2 separate regions of the Ovis canadensis genome follow, and region 2 is linked to region 1. The links are chromatin contacts, called in public Hi-C maps. All regions are on one chromosome and are shown on one strand. Each heading gives the region's core, a stretch centred on a gene start, on an enhancer-like site or on the middle of the called end of the contact. The rest is flanking DNA. Distances are from core to core; before and after follow the strand shown.

What was found. Hi-C and Micro-C count contacts between places; a contact is called where the count stands out from the background.
Region 2: a Hi-C map of lung shows a contact between it and region 1, with 3 times the contacts expected there. The contact joins the enhancer-like site here to the promoter of ARHGAP35 in region 1. A contact is called at or near these places in 2 of 2 Hi-C or Micro-C datasets (fibroblasts and lung).

What each region holds. Positions count from the first base shown.
Region 1 is chr14:67,008,234-67,011,766 of ARS-UI_OviCan_v2, reverse strand. ARHGAP35 (Rho GTPase activating protein 35) reads right to left here and starts at 1,652. Exons shown (of 7, transcript XM_069549271.1): 1 at 1,139-1,652. AP2S1 (adaptor related protein complex 2 subunit sigma 1) reads left to right here and starts at 1,725. Exons shown (of 6, transcript XM_069549273.1): 1 at 1,725-1,827.
Region 2 is chr14:67,100,776-67,104,371 of ARS-UI_OviCan_v2, reverse strand. The region is part of intron 3 of ARHGAP35 (Rho GTPase activating protein 35); the gene reads right to left. Among named protein-coding and RNA genes, the nearest start is that of NPAS1, 39 kb to the left of the region's middle. Within about 2 kb of position 2,066, the one cell type or tissue checked has open chromatin away from gene starts, as enhancers often do. A contact at or near this core is called in fibroblasts, where this site is marked.

The sequences.
Region 1 (3,533 bases), core at 403-2,902:
GCAAAGGAAGCGGGAACAAATGAATGCAACGGCTCCAAAGAGGGCCAATAAGGAGGTGGGGGAGAGAAGAAACCTCAACCGAGGACTGCAGGGCGTCAGGCTGCGGCGAGGCTGAGTTAGGGAGAAAGGTCAGAGAACTGAACGGCAGGAACGAGAGAGCTGCAGGGTCGGAGAAGGGGGTGGAGGCTGCTTCAAGGAAAGCCAAGTCAGAAAGCAAGCAGGCTGGAGGGCACCGCAAGATCTTAGACTGGACGAGGGGCAGAGTGGGGAGGCAAAAGGGTCTGGAAGAGAGGCAAGGATCTGAATGGCAAAAAATGGAGTAAGATCGGAGGGGAGGAGGCGAGCATGGCGTGTTGGAGTCCAAGAGGGGGCAGGGGACTGCATCGAGATCGGCAGGGGTCAGAGTCCAGGGGTATCCCATGGGGAGCGGGGCCGGGAGGAGGCGGCAGGTTTTGTCAGTGGGCAGTAGGGCCCAAGAGGGACGTGGAATTAAGCCCAAGGAGAAGACCTGGGGGCAGTAGTGCCAAGATGAACAGGGTCTCGGATGAATCACCGAGGAGGTGGAACCGCAGGTCCTAGACGGACAGCTCCTGGGGGTGCAGCAGCGGAGGGGAACAGGACATAGGGGACGGACCCAGGGTGCTGAGAGCGGAATCGGAGGAGGCAGAAGGGTCACGAATCTGAACGTGGGGGTCCAGAATTCAGGGATGCGGGAGGGTACCAAGAGCACTGCAGAGTCTAGGGGTGGGGTGGGGGGGCGAAAGGCATTACTGAGGGGCGGAAGAGAGAAGGCGGAGGCGCAGAATTGGGAGCAGAGTGGCTGGAGTCGGGGGGTGGGGGGAAGCCGAGGCAGACACGGAGATCTCAATGGATTGGAGGGTGGGGGCAGACGCGGCGACAGCAGGGCTGCGGCGGGCAGGGGCAAGTCCGAAGGGCAGGCGGGCCCCGGCTGGCCGGGCCGCAGCGCGAGGCGGCGGGGCCGGCGGAGCCCGGGGGCTGGGGGGCCGCTCCCTCCCCTCCCCCTCCGGCTCCTCCATTGTTCGCGGGCTCCGGGCCCCGCCGTCCCCGCCTCCCCCTGGACCCCGCAGTGGGGCGGCGCCCGGCCTCGCCGCCCGGGCCCGCGAGCTCGCGCACTCACCAGCTGGGCGCCCTCAGCGCCGCCCTGGCCTTCGGGATCCCGGCAGCGGCGACGGCGGCCCCGGCGCCATGTTCTGCTGCTCCTCGTCCAGCGGCGGCTGAGGCGGCGGCGGCCGCGGCGGCTCCGGCGGCGGGGGGCCGGGCGGACCCTCCCTCGCGGGCTCCCTCCTCCGCCTCCTCCACCTCCTCCCGCCGCTCCGCGGCTCTCCCTCGGGGCGGGGGGGCGGGGAGGGGAAGGGGGGAGGGGCGGGAACCAGGGGGAGGGCGGACCAGCCTCTCTCGCTCGCTCCCTCCCTCCCTCCCTCGCAATGGCGGCGGCGGCGGCGCCTCCTTCCTGCGGCCGCCGCTCCCGCGCGCGCTCCCCCTCGCTACTGCGCGTGCGTGGCGCGGGGACCGTTGCAGGGGGATAACGGCCCCTGAAGCGCGCGCCGCGAGGGGATAACCGGCGCGTGGCGGGGAGAAGCGAGAGCGCGTGCGCGCCCGAGGGACTCACTGCCACCGCAGCAGCCGCGTCCAGGGAACCGGCGCGGAGGGCGCAGTGCGCGTGCGCTCTCTTCCCCCCGCCCCCCCCCCCCCCCGCAACACACACACACACAAAATGCCGCTACTGCGGTGGCTGCAGCGCCAGACAGAGCGCGAGGAGACCCGCGACTGAGCAGAGGACTGGAGTGGACAAGAGCGCGTGCGCGGGTAGGGCTGCCAGCCGCTGCGGCTACTCGCGCGAGGCGGAGGGAGTGGTCCTCGAGAGGCGCGCGCACCCTTGCGCGCACCAGAAGCAGCCAAAACCCTTCTCGCGCCGGCTCTTGGAGAAAGCGGGAGGGGAGAGGCATGGCCCGGCTTTGGGGGCGGGGGCGAAGGGAGCGATCCCGCTCGCGCGGGACCTGACCAGCCAATAAGAGGCAAGGGGAGGTGGGTTTGCCGCGCGAGCGCAGCCCCCGGGATAACGGAGGAGGAGAGAAGGAGCGACGTAACGTGGGGCGGTGAGGCGGGGCTGAGGAGGAGGGAGTGCACCCAGTGGGGAGTTGATTGGGGGACACGGGGAGGCGTGGCCCGCCCCAGCCCAATAGGAGCCTCGAAATTCGTCGTTCCGGAAGAAGGGGCGGGGCTGCGAAGCGCGTGCTCTTTTCCCTGGCAGCGAAGAAAATTTGCAGGCAACGCGCGCATTATTACAAATTGCTTTGGGTTCCGTGATCCCCAAATCTCGGGAGACGGGAGAGGGCCTGGTCCCGCATACATCCCTGGCCTCCAAGTCAACATTGTGCCAATGACTGCAAATCAAATGTCAGTTTGGGCGCCCAGAGGGGAAATAGTAGTGATGGGAAGGGGCACCGCTGTAACCCCTGAGTTCCTTCCTCTGAACTGAAGAGGGGTTCCTCTGGGAGCCCTCCGGAAGTACGGATCGTGGAAGATGAGTGTTCTGGGAACCCAGTCAATATTTAAGGAATGCATGAAGAAAAGCTATGTTTCTTATTGCATTTTTCGTTTCTTTGCTCAGTCTCTTCATCTTAAAAGTAGAATGACAATCTTATCTCTTAGTAAGATTTGTTGGGAGAATTGAATGAATTCTACTTGTGCTGAAAATCATGCCTTGCTCTATAAACATTGATAAAATTACATGCGGTCAAATTTTGTTTTTCGGTGGGGTGTTTTTTTTTTGGAGGTCATTGCTTTTTAAAAATTGAAGTATAGTTAATTTACAGTGTTGTGCTAGATGCGCTCAAATTTTAAAGCATCTCACTAAATAAAGATTTTCTGATTAGTGGAAGTTTGTTTTCTAGCATTGTGGGCGAAACAAATCCAGTGCCTGGGCCAGATTTTCTCTACATGTCACTGCAAGCCCTGATTTGTAAGCGATTTTGAAATCTATTACTTGAGAAAACCAGAAAAACCTGGGGAGAAGGGACATCGGATTCCCCTACCTCAAATTAATATGTGTTTATAACTCCAATGCAGTGTTCTAGGTCCTTTGAATATTGGGAAATTTTTGAACTGGCAGCACCTAGAGAAGAGAGAAGCCTGGGCTCACTCTGGATCCAGATGCCCCTCCTCCCTTCTTTTGGAGCCTATCAACTCTGCCTTATTCAAGTCTTGCTTGAGGTCACTTCCTCTGGGTGGCCTCCCAGATTTGACCTGACACCTCATACTTTATAAAAATGGGCACTTTATGCAGGCAACATTCTAAAGCACTTCAAACATTAACTCACTTAATCCTCACACTTTACAAGTAGTTTGGGGTTGTTATTATTCTACTAAACTAAGGCACAGAGAGGTTACACAGCTAGTGAGTGGCAAATGTGAGATTTAAACTCAGACAACAGGGGTCAGATAGTCACACACTTTGTTCTTTTTCATAGCACTCCATCAGGGGTTGAAGTTCTGTATTGGCATCACCATAT
Region 2 (3,596 bases), core at 817-3,316, 92 kb before region 1:
CCGTGACGAAGTCAGCCTTAGGCCAGCCCAGAGTGGATGCTGCTGGTTCTGGGTAGCCTAGGATGGAGGGGGAGAGGAGTGTGACCTAGAACTGAGGGGAGCAGAGTGGACTCTGCAAGGCAGCCGCTGGTATTCAAAGCCAGGAGCAGCTGGGAGCCCCAGCACACTCGAGCCCAGTGGCGTGGAGGACGGCAGCGTGACTCGGAGGCGAGGCAGTGCCGCCCCAGTGCGGAGCTGGGGCTGCGGGTGGGGCGGGGGTCCTCACTGACCGAACCCCAAGCCACCAACAAAGAAACAGTTGTGCTAACAAACAGGTACATACAACCCACCACCACCTCCACCTCCATGCCAACAGTGCCAGCTCCCCCTCCACAGCGGGGCCCCCGGCAGATTCCTCGTGAGCGTTACCGAGGGCACAGGTGAGCTTCTTTCGGGTTCCTGATTCTCACCAAGTCATGAAAGGTTCAAAGATGGCACCCATCACAGCCCAGCGGCCCTCCTTTCCTGGCCTCTTTCCTCACTAAGAAAGGACACTTCACAGGTTAGAAGCCTATATGTAGCACTGGCAGAGAATCTGATCGGGATCCCGCCAGCCTACAGTCCTCGCACTCTGTGTCTAGGATACAACACAAAGCTGTCCACACGTGGCCTGGGGGGCCCGCACCACACCTGACTCTGCTGCCCCCACCCAACGCCCATCACACTGGCCTTTCCAGGCCTCCTAGTGTGACCCCCCCCCCCCACCCCGCAACTGCCTTGGAGACTGCCTTGCTTCTGCCTCCACTTTTTGGACTGGCTAAACCCTGCTCCCTCAGAGGTCTCCCCTGACCCCAAGACTAAGTCAGTTAGGAGAATAAAACTGCTTGTATTCATGCAACACACACACTGGGCCAGGCCATGCCCAGCATTTCACACACGTGGTCTCTGCGACCCTCACAGTGGCCCTGTGAGCTGCACCCTACCGTCACGCCCGCTCCCATCCGGCTCAGAGCCCAGGGCCAACCACTGCAGCTACTGCCGCACACTTTCCCTCTACAGCACTGGGCTCAACCTGAAGGTCACTCGGCAGCTGCGTGGCGGCTGAATGGCGGCCCCCTGAGGAGAGAGGGGGCATGTGCTTCAGTTACCCTTCTATGCTCCTGGACTTGGCACAGTAACTCGTGCCTGGAGAAGGCATTCGGTAACTATCCAAAGGAGGGAAGGAGGGAAGGAGGGAAACCTGCCTGATAATAAAAGCGCAGTTTCTCTGGCTGAAGAGAGGGAGGAATGGACTAAAGTTGTTTGCTCTCGACCAGCCCCGTGCTTCAAGGCATCCTGGCCAGGCCCTCCTTGCTCATAGAATACAGGAAAGAGAAACTCTGAGGCCTGGCCAGCACGGAGAAGTGCGGCACAAACCAGGACGCCCAGCTCCTGCCTTCCCTTGTGGACTGGTTCTCCCCTCTGCCACTCCCTAGAGAAGCTGAGGGGACCGAGTGAATTCCTGTGCTCTCCAGTGTAAGCCACCGGCTGTTCTAGGTGTGGTCTCCCCATCTGGGCGGCTCACTTTTACAGATCAGGTCAGTGGCATGGCTTTGGCTGAGACCCCCACAACAGGGCTGCGCATCCTCCTGGAAGCTAAACAGAAGCCCCCCGCCCCCCGCCACGCACACGCCCCGTGCCACGCACACCCATGCACCACTAGGGGAGCAGGGGGAGAGAGGTAGTGAGTGCTGCTCCCAGGGCCGCCCTCGGCACGGCCTGCTGGCACACACGCCTCGACTCGTCCCGCCGCCTCCTGGTGAGGGCAGAGGGGCCTGGCCACCGAGGTGCACCGCTGAGTGGAGGGAAAGGGCGGTGGGAACAGCCAGGCAAGGCAGGCCTGCTGGAACTGTCTCGGGGAGCTGGGCTTCCACCCAGATCATTTCTGTCTTGGATAGAAGGGCAGGACTAACTCTGTGAAACAGGCTTTGCTTCTCTTTGACTGCCTGGCTCCCCAGGCAGCTTGCCAGGGCACGCTGTTCCGATCAGGGCACTGGGTCCCGAGGAAATCCGCGAGCACTGCCGAGTCACAGCCACGTGAACTCTGCTTATCTGGAAGAGCCCAAAGTGGAGCTGACTGCCTGCCTTTATGGCGAGGAGGCATTTTTGGAATGCAAATGACTTGTGTTTAACTTTAAGCAAGGAGAAACCAGGAGGGTGGTGAGACACGGGCACATGGGGAACAGTCATGGTGAAAGCTTCGTCTTAGAACTATCTGGATAATGAGAAAGCATAACCAACAAACCTGGAGTTATTGGGGCAGGGGCGGGGTTGAGGAACACAGAACCCCCATAAAATCACAGCACATGCAACCACATACCTCATATTTTAGCACTTTATCATCAATTCAAAGCAGCATAAATATGGCAATTACTCACATAAAGCCTGTTGGTGTGTTCAAGCTGTAACTGCACCTATTAAACTGTTATAGTGATAGATGGGAGGATCTCTGCTGATATTAGCAGCCTTTTCTGCAAGGCAGAATTACAGAGATCCAGGCTGACTGCAGCGAACCAACTAGATTTAACAGCTCTAGACCCGCCAATTCTCTTCCACGAGAGCTGGAGAAAGTGTCTATGATAAATATCAAGGGAAATATGGAGGCTTTTTTAGGGCAGCTGTTTCCCAAGTGGGAAGAACTTGGTAAAATGTGAATCTGTCGGTCTGATGCTGTAAAGCTCACAGCTTTGCCCGCCCGAGCACAGACGGGCTGGAACATGGGTCCTTTCCACTGACAGCTCTAGGTGGCCTCTGCCCAGAGGCCTCCAGGGTTTCTGTTTCCTCTCTTCTGTGCGATGATCACTGTCCTCTAGGTCACGGGAGGAAAGCTGAGAGAGTAAGGTGCCCCAGGGAGACAGAGCAGAGTGCTCCCCACCCTGGTGAGAGGCGCTGGCCCGGGGCTGGGCTCCCCCTCCTGCTCCTTCCCAGCCTGAGGCCACTGGCCAGGCCAGCCCTCAGCGTCCACAGAGGGCAGAGGAAACCCCCTGGCAAAGTCTTAAACGCAGGAACCCTGTGGGGAGCCGAGGGCAGGGGCAGTGTGGCATAAAACGAAATGCAGCTTCCCTGGCGGCACAGTGGCTAAGAACCTGCCTGCCAGTGCAGGGGGCAGCTCAACTCCTGGTCCTGGAAGGCCCCACACGCTGCGGAGCAACTAAGCCCGAGCACCTAGAGCCTGCGCTCCACAACCGAGCGCTGCACAAAGAGCAGCCCTGCGCCGCGGCTGCAGAGAGCGGGGCAGAGAGCAGCAGGGGCCTGCGCAGCCCGAGGAGCCACGGGAGGCGCCTGCTCGGCCTCGTCCCCGGCTCCTGACACAGAGCTCCTAAAACCCTTGGAATTTCCTCTTCTGCGTCTTCTGCTATCCATAACAAGCCCCTTGTTACCTGAAACCTGAGTTTATAATAATGAGGTGACTTTTGAGGGGGGAACCTATATGGCTTCAGGATGGGGGCTAGTCACCAGAAAGACCAAACCTTGATTGTAAGAGTTAGAACTTTCAGCCCCACGCCCCACCTCCAGCAGGGTACAGGGGCTGGAGATTGAACTCAGTCACCAAAGGTCAATAAGGAATCAGTCATGCC